3 separate regions of the Hordeum vulgare genome follow, and all the other regions are linked to region 2. Evidence: chromatin contacts called from public Hi-C data. All regions are on one chromosome and are shown on one strand. Each heading gives the region's core, a stretch centred on a gene start, on an enhancer-like site or on the middle of the called end of the contact. The rest is flanking DNA. Distances are from core to core; before and after follow the strand shown.

Region 1 (2,700 bases), core at 135-2,634, 460 kb before region 2:
TCTTTTCTGTCACATATGCTGCAAATTTGGCACCTAATTTACCATTGTTGCCACTATTGAAGTTTTGTTTGTAATATGTTTAATTTTCACTGGACAGGGGGAAGTTGCTTAATGTCCTGCAGATCCCGGTGAGCGAGATATCTGACCAAGCCGTGGAGAGGTATGTGGAACACCTTCCTGCTCTAAGAGTGTTGGACATCAGCTACTGCGAGAAAATCACATCGAGGGGCATGGAAGCAATAGGCCGAAGTTGCAAGTCGCTTGCTCAGCTGAAGAGGAACAGGCCTCCTCCACAGCCTCCCCAAGGCAGCAATGCCGCACCTAGAGTGGTTGAAGACGAGGCCCTGGCAATTGCGAATACCATGCCGATGCTTACACAACTTGAGCTTGCGCATGGTTGGTTTAGTGATGTTGGCCTTGATGCCATCCTCACCAAATGCCCTCTGCTGCGTACGCTGGACATACTTGGCAGCTGGAATGTCAGGCTTGACGGCAACATCGAGGACAGATGCTGTGCTCTTGAGTCGTTTAGGGAGCCATGGGAGCCTGAGTACCACGAGTACTCAAGCAGTGGTGGCGACAACGACTACGATGACACTGAAAGCGATGATTGACTAAATGCGCTATAGAATTCGGGGGTGCTAAACGGTTTGGCTTTCTGGGATTTATCGGAAACTGCAAGCTTCCTTTTGTTTACCTAAAACATCAGTTGAAATGCTTACTTCTTGTCTGACCGAGTAAGCATTGTTTTTAGCTTAGCGTCTGTCTTCTGAGGTAGTAGTAATTGTTACTCTCCTGTGCTAGGATTAGAAATTATGTTCTGGAGTTATTATTTGGGAGCTTGGCATGTGCAATCTTGATTGTTCAGATTGTTCATGAGTCCTCTCTTGATGGTTGTCTGTGCAGCTCTGATGTTGTAGGATACCAAAGCACAAATTCCTACCTTTGAAGACAATGGTTAGCAAAAGGAATTCCAAATTTAACAAATTTATAATGGAATTGGCAGGGACCGCGCGAACGCGTATCCCCCCTATCACAAATTATGACGTACACTCTCCCATTTTGGGAGATGGTAAGCTAGCGCATCCACCAAGTGCAATGTGGACCACTAGCCTAGGCCATGGCTCTTCTTGATCAGCCATTGACCCCGTCCAGGTAAGTATGTTTCAAGGTCGCACCCTGCCTTGGTTATATAGCACAGCTTCCCCTCCAACCTCCTCAGGCAAGCGATGCGGTACTAAACAAGGTAGCACCTAATAACCTGATCTGTAACGTGGGCCACCGGGCTGCCATGTCCGGGCTGAAACATGGGCCTTCAGTACTTTTTTTTTTGTGGTAAACGTGGGCCTCCAGTAGACCAGCCAGTTGGCCTCCAACTTTCCAGCCGTCCTGGAAGAACGCAGGAGGGAGGCATCCAATCAGAGAAGCGGCAGAGACAACAGTGGGCAAATCATTCAACCCTTTGTAAAGTGGGGCAAATCATCCAATCCCCCGCGCCGCCGATACGCAGACGATCTTCGATTCCGCCGGAGCAAGTGAGGGGAGGTAGACGGAGGCGGCGGCATGGTGATGTGGGTGTTCGGCTACGGCTCCCTGGTGTGGAACCCCGGGTTTGCCTACGACGCCCGCCTCGTCGGCTTCGTCAGGGACTACCGCCGCGTCTTCTACCAGGGTATGATTTGATAACTGACCAGTCCGGCGACCGCTCGCCGGAGCTTCTCAGATCTATCTCGCTGACCCTCTGGTTTTTGTCGGCGGATCGACAGGGAGCACGGACCACAGGGGCACGCCGGAGTTCCCCGGGAGGACCGTCACGCTCGAGCACCAGCCCGGGTCCACATGCGTACGCCGCCCAACTCTCTGCTCTGAGTTTATGATGAACCCTCCTGTGCTAGGATTGGTTGAGACATCCGTTTTTTTTCCTGTTCCTCACTGTCAGTGAGTTATTGATCAGATAGTGATTGCGTAGCATCGCCTGTTCAGATAGTGGTTGTCTGTGTCAGTGGTCTTGAACCGGAATGAATTGAAGCTTAAGTTTATATGGGTGTGGACTGCGTTAGGATGGTGAATCGTACCTTCCCTGAGTTATTTCAATGAAATCATGAGGACCTTAGATAGTACTCCTACGTACATGTGAAATGGGTTCGCAAGTGCGTTAGTTATCCGCAGTAACGTCTTTTCGTTATGCTAATGCTCCCCAGTATTGTTATGTTATTCTGTAGTATTTGTTTCATGCTCGTGGCAATTCTGTTAATGGAGTGTGAAAAAGATTTGCAACTGAATTTCTGTTGTGTAACTGCAGTGGGGAGTTGCTTACAAAATTTCAAGGGAGCAAGATAAGCAGACAGCCCTGGAGGTAAAAAAGAAGACTGTATATATTGACCAAGTCGGATTTAGTTCACCATTGCTGTACTTTGTAAATGATTATGCACAATTATTTCATGGTTCGAACGAGAATGCTGTTCTTTGTCTGTCATAATGGAGATAAACAGATTGGTTAATAGTATGAGTGTGCTTTGTTATACCGCTTGTTGAGATATTGATGATTCAGCCCTGAGCTAAGAAAAATATTTTTTCTTTAAGAGAAGAGTAAGAACCCTTCATTTGAACTCGGATACTTTGTCTAGATGCTACTTCTAGCAGCCCGTTTGTGCATCAAAGTAATATTGCCCTTGATCGGTGTTTTCATAAACCAACTTT
Region 2 (2,700 bases), core at 159-2,658:
TACACTTGCTCCATGTTTCATGCAACAAACATATATTAAATAAAGCGCTTCACAGTACAACCATTGTCCTTGAATCAGACTCATGCCAATACTGGTGGTAGGAAGGTTTGAAGAATGGTTACATTTTCTAAAGGAAAATGGTGAGCTAGCAGGCAGCAATTGCACACCAGAAGAAGTGCACTAACTTCACCATGCATAAATTTAAAAACATTACCAAGTGTAAAAAGGTCTCAGAACTAATGATGGCTTGTGTAAAATTATCCAATGCCACTAGAAAAGTATGCGGTGCGACTACTATAATAACATATAATCTTGCAATACTCTCTATAAGTTTACTAACCCCTTGCCGTTATATGCATCAAAATGGTAAATTGAAGGAAAGGCAGCTCACCTGCACGGGGCGAAGTTCCTGTCCGGAAGCCTGTGGCAGCCGCTGTCGGTGTGGCAACCCCGCGCACCAGCCATTCTGGTTTCAATGAGGGCTCACCTCGGTCCATGCCAGCAGGCGCCGTTCACCATCTACGCGCCCCAGCAGCAACGTCCAGTCCGGAACAGCAACGAAACACCACCACTACTACCACTACAACTACCTTTCACTGCTAGTGCTATAGTAAATCACTCAGGGTGGTGCCTACACAGGATTCAACGGCACATCCGCAGTTCCACGTCCAGTCTCCACTCGGGCTGAGCCGAGACCACCAAAGCCTAGCCCGCAGGGGCAGATCTAGATGGTGTGCCGGGTGTGCAGCGGCACCCCGACAAGTTGTGAAGGTCAGTGGGATTTTAACTAATCGCTGGATGAAAACAAGCTCATACCTCAGAACCCAATGGCTAGAAACTGCGGACGGGGTGGAGACAGCAGGAACGCGTTGTCCCGACGAGGAAGGACGGGAGCGGCGATGGCTGCCAGCGCGTGAGCGGCGGGCGTGTGGAGATTGAGGCGTCGGCGGTGACGCTAGGGTGCAGCGCGGCGGCGGCGGCTCTAGGGCACGGTTTGTAGGTCAGGACTAGGGAGGAAGAGAGAAGATTGATCAAGCAGGGGGCGGGCTGCTCGGGGTGGGGATGGAGCGCCTCGGCGGACGGGCGGACACTCTGCGTACGGCGTCCTCGATGGGTCTCGCCGTGAAATCTGCGGAAGGCGGCGGCGGCGGCGGCGGCGGAGGAGGAGGATTGGGAAATCTGGCGGGGATTCGCGGGATTGGGGAAGCTCTTGGGAAGGGATTCGGGGCGCCGATTTTTGGAGAGGATTTATCTTGCTCGGAATTTTTGTGGGTTTGTGAATTCCGTAGGGGGGGGGGGGGGGGGGGGGGGGGGTGGGTTTGTGTGGTGTGCTTGTTCGTCTTGGGCAGGAAGGAGGAGAGAAACCCTATGCAAACTGTGACTTCCAGCGTCCTCCTCCGCCCCCTTCCCTTTCTCGGATGACGGTTGAATTCCTATCTGGTTTTCCTTGCCGTCTTTTCTCTTTTCTTTTCTTTTTTTTCACACGTAGAAAAGAAATTTATCACGTCTGTCCAACAGAAAAAGATTAGAACTTAAATTCTGTCTACCTGGATTTGTGACGCACCCTTTTATAGTCTTATATAAAAAGTTAGGGCCAGCTCTTTTAAGGCCTGTTTGGAACCATCTAGATTATATAATCCAGTTTTTGTAATCTAATATGTCTTCAAACATGACAGATTATGATGTAGATTATAAAAACTAGATAGACAGATTATTAAAAACTCATAATCTACTCTACACCAGCTAAAATCAGATTATAGATTGCTAATGACCAATTACTCTTGTAAAGTTGGAGATAATTACATTCATACCACCGCCACCCTCCTCTTTTTTAAAATAAATCAGAGGGCGAACAGGTCATTATGCAATGTAAAACCTGGATTACAGTTTATATAATCTGGCCTCCAAACATGTTCACCTGGATTATTTTTACAAACCAGATTATATAATCTACCTTCATAATTTAAATTATCATAATCTATTGTGGTTCCAAACAGGGCCTAAGCTCTGTTATGGAAATAAGTTGTTGTGAAAATAAGCTTAAGATAATAAGTTAGCCAGTTCTTTTCGGTGTCTGTTTTCTTAGATTATGTGTGGTACGATCAGTGAAAAGTCTGCAATGTCCGTCGGTTATATCTTTTGTTTGGATTAAATGATATTGCGTTATTATTCACTATTTCTTTGTCCATATGAACATAAATTCTACTTTGAAACACCACAACATGTCATAATCGAACATAAGGAAGATCATTGTCTGGCATATGAATATCATACATGCATCATTGTCTCATGTACGACTAGGAGTACTTGAGAAAAAGTACTGAATAAAAAAGATCTTTAAATTATTACATGATTCTTCCAACAAAAGCATACACCATAGAGCTAACCATCAAGGGAAAACACTTGTCGCAATAGCATCACGGATGAAACCCATAGTACCATCATCAATGGGTGCATCGTGATGAGAAAGGCTCTCCTCATGAGCATAAGATCCACTCTCAACCATGTCAAAATGTTGATCACTTAGTTTGCTCTCATGTATGAAGTTATGAAGACACGCGCCTGTAGTAATGATCATTGTTTGCGTAGCAGGTTTGTACTGTGTGATGTCGAGGAGGATTCTCCATTTCATCTTTAGAACACCGAACGATCGTTCGATGACGGTCCATAGTGATGAATGTAGATGATTGAATGTTCCAT
Region 3 (2,700 bases), core at 132-2,631, 420 kb after region 2:
GATCATGCCCAAGATACATTGTACTGTCCAAAATTGGGTAATGCTCAGCTTGTACTTGTTGTAGTGACAAAAGGAGTAATCAGCCTAGTACCGGCCGACATGACAGAGGGCGAGATCAATCTGAACACCGTAGCTGAAACGACCATCCATTTCCATTCAGGAGACATCTGTTGAAGCGTTTGGAGGATGGCGAGTGGAGGCAGCGACCTGGTGTCCGCCAACGGCGTCAGTCAGGAGACATGTAGTGGAGTAACGACGCGTGCAGGCGGGAGTGGGGAGTCTCGCTGAGATGGAGTTGAGCGAAAGAGACATATGACGGAAGAATTACACTGGGTGGACAGGTTTGTGTGGACCTCAGCAACGACGGAGAAGCGGAGTCCCGCGACAACCTCGGGGCGGCAACTTGCTCGATCAGTAGGATCACATCCAGCCGCAGGGGGCACCTCTGGCACACATGAGGTGAGATCACTGTCTGACCCAGGCTCAAGCCGCACCATCTCACCCACCCACTCGTCGCGGAATATCTAAGTCAAGAACGACGACGACATAGCACACAATCTCTACGACTGCCTCCTGTATCCGCTCATTCACGCTCGCCTCACCGTCATCCTCAATCATGGCCACCAGCTGCCTCATCTTCCGTTGGAGCTCCAAATCTTATGTCGACAAACCTAATGCCGGCGCTCGGGCGACAATCCCACGCGGTTGCTGCAGCCCGCACACTTGTGCCATTGACTTGAATCCGTTGTGACATGCCGACCTCTTCGTTGCATCAAATAGGTCAGAGTAGAGACGGTGAGATTATAGAAAGGATTCTACATGGTAGAGGACTTTGATCTTAGTTGTAAAGACTTTCTACATCAACATGAGATGGTTTGATGTGGACAATGCAACGAAGAAACATTTAATGTGGGCTTCTCGGATTGTGTTTGTGTGCAGCCGTTGTTTTAGCGAGTTTGTACGCAAACTTTCCATACTATGGATTGGTAATACAAAATGAGGTTTTGTGTAAAATAATACGACGGACTAAGAATATCTATTTCTTTTATTAGTAGTTAGTAAGTATAGACTTTAAAAGAACGGTGTTTTTTTTTTTTTTTGCGCCAATAGCTGGCCAATGGGCGCCAAGAGGGATGTCATCTGCGACCGCTGGGGGAGCATTTTATGTGGCTGAGAGTGGCATTTTGCAAAACTGCCATGGCAGCTTGTTTAATTGTGGGTAATTGCAAGTACTGCCACCGTCTGATCTGGATCTAACTGTTCTGGGGGCGTTCGTTGGGATCCCACCCCCAACGAACGTTCACTGGATAGCATATCTGTCTTTTTAGGGAAATGAAGTAAATAATTAGCATCCAGCCCAGGGTCTAATTACTACTGGAAAAATTAGGAAAAAGAACCCTACGACTCTACGAGTCCCTGTGAAAAATACCAGATATCCCGATCCGTCGCCTCTCCGGCCCACCCAATTGCTTCGATTTCACTTCCCCTCGCCGCGGCGGCGGCTGCGCGACACTCACCGGATCCTCCCCGACGAACACGTCCCCATGCCACCTTCGACCGAACCACACCACGCCGGAGGAGTTCTTCTCTCGTAGCTGGAGGAGCTGGACTGGCGCGGAGTGGAGATCCATTCGGACTTTGGATCGATCCCTTTCGCCGGTGACGAACCCTAACTTACTTTGTCGTTCTGAGATTTATTCCGTGATATTTTTACTGTATTTTTTATTGATGCGTATAATCTAATCTCGCTCCCCTGTTCCGCAATGGAGGGATACGGGGTGCTCCAACCCATCTAGTTTGCTGCGGTCTTGCCTCTGCTGCGTGGTGTAGTACTAATAGCAATTTGTTTTCCGAATTCCGGGCCTCAACTGATTCCCCACGCCCCACATCGTGCCCGCCCTTAACTTGAAGTGCTCTCCTTTCGTGCTAAGTTTCTTCTTGGATGATTCCATTCTATCTTAGACTTAGAGATCAACTACTCTTTGTTTTCTCCCAGTTTGAATATATTGACTGTCAATAAACATGATATAGTGTCATAATTTACTATTAAGTATACACCAGATTAAGCTTGTTATTACTGTTTCCCTGTTGCATATGTCGCATGTCTTGATGTCAGTGCTTGTGGAATGCCGTCTTAGGGTGCTTGTTTTTGTGTCAACAATGTATTGTCATGCCCAGATTAAATATATATGCCTTCATGCAAGCCATCTGCTGATTTGACACGGCCTTTGCAGCCATTGCTCACACTACCATCCGAACATGTCTGGATCTGCCACTGCAGATAGGACCATTCTCTCTGAATGATGTTTGGCTAAACAGTACGATTTCTTTCATCTAGTTTCCATCAAATGAGAGCTTCCCTTAAGATGGGGGAATGCAAACTTGTCATCCAAAAGTGTCTAAGCCTGTCCAGTTTGTAAGGAACAAACATCATTCTTTGTATCTACACCAGGTACCGTAGATCTTGGCCTTTGAGCCACCTCGACATCTTATATGTGATTTTTTTTGTACCATTCCTAAACCTACCTGTGAATGCTATTTGCATGATCATTAAACATATCGAAGTGCCTGTACATGATCAGATTGCATCATCACCAAAGCTACCTGTGAATGCTATTTGCATGATCATCAAACATATCCAATTATCTGTACATGATCAGATTGCATTTTCCTGGTTACAAGGAGTTTGTACCTGATATT

What was found. A called contact is a pair of places that touch in the nucleus more often than the background predicts.
Region 1: a contact with region 2 is called in a Hi-C map of seedling, with 4 times the contacts expected there. The contact joins the promoter of LOC123426854 here to the promoter of LOC123426850 in region 2. A contact is called at or near these places in 4 of 6 Hi-C or Micro-C datasets (leaf and seedling).
Region 3: a Hi-C map of leaf shows a contact between it and region 2, with 6 times the contacts expected there. The contact joins the promoter of LOC123426849 here to the promoter of LOC123426850 in region 2. A contact is called at or near these places in 4 of 6 Hi-C or Micro-C datasets (leaf and seedling) and 1 of 1 datasets of contacts at active chromatin or transcription factors (embryo).

Annotation. Positions count from the first base shown.
Region 1 is chr2H:501,924,977-501,927,676 of MorexV3_pseudomolecules_assembly, reverse strand. It overlaps LOC123426854 (gamma-glutamylcyclotransferase 2-3), which reads left to right and starts at 1,384. Exons shown (of 8, transcript XM_045110750.1): 1 at 1,384-1,672; 2 at 1,767-1,843; 3 at 2,303-2,356. The coding sequence starts at 1,564. It overlaps LOC123426853 (F-box protein FBW2-like), which reads left to right. Exons shown (of 2, transcript XM_045110749.1): 2 at 98-876. The coding sequence ends at 614. LOC123433625 (a small nuclear RNA gene) reads right to left here and starts at 1,163; the gene lies at 1,004-1,163.
Region 2 is chr2H:501,460,775-501,463,474 of MorexV3_pseudomolecules_assembly, reverse strand. It overlaps LOC123426850, which reads right to left and starts at 1,408. Exons shown (of 5, transcript XM_045110746.1): 1 at 392-1,408. The coding sequence starts at 497.
Region 3 is chr2H:501,045,584-501,048,283 of MorexV3_pseudomolecules_assembly, reverse strand. It overlaps LOC123426849, which reads left to right and starts at 1,381. Exons shown (of 2, transcript XM_045110745.1): 1 at 1,381-1,659.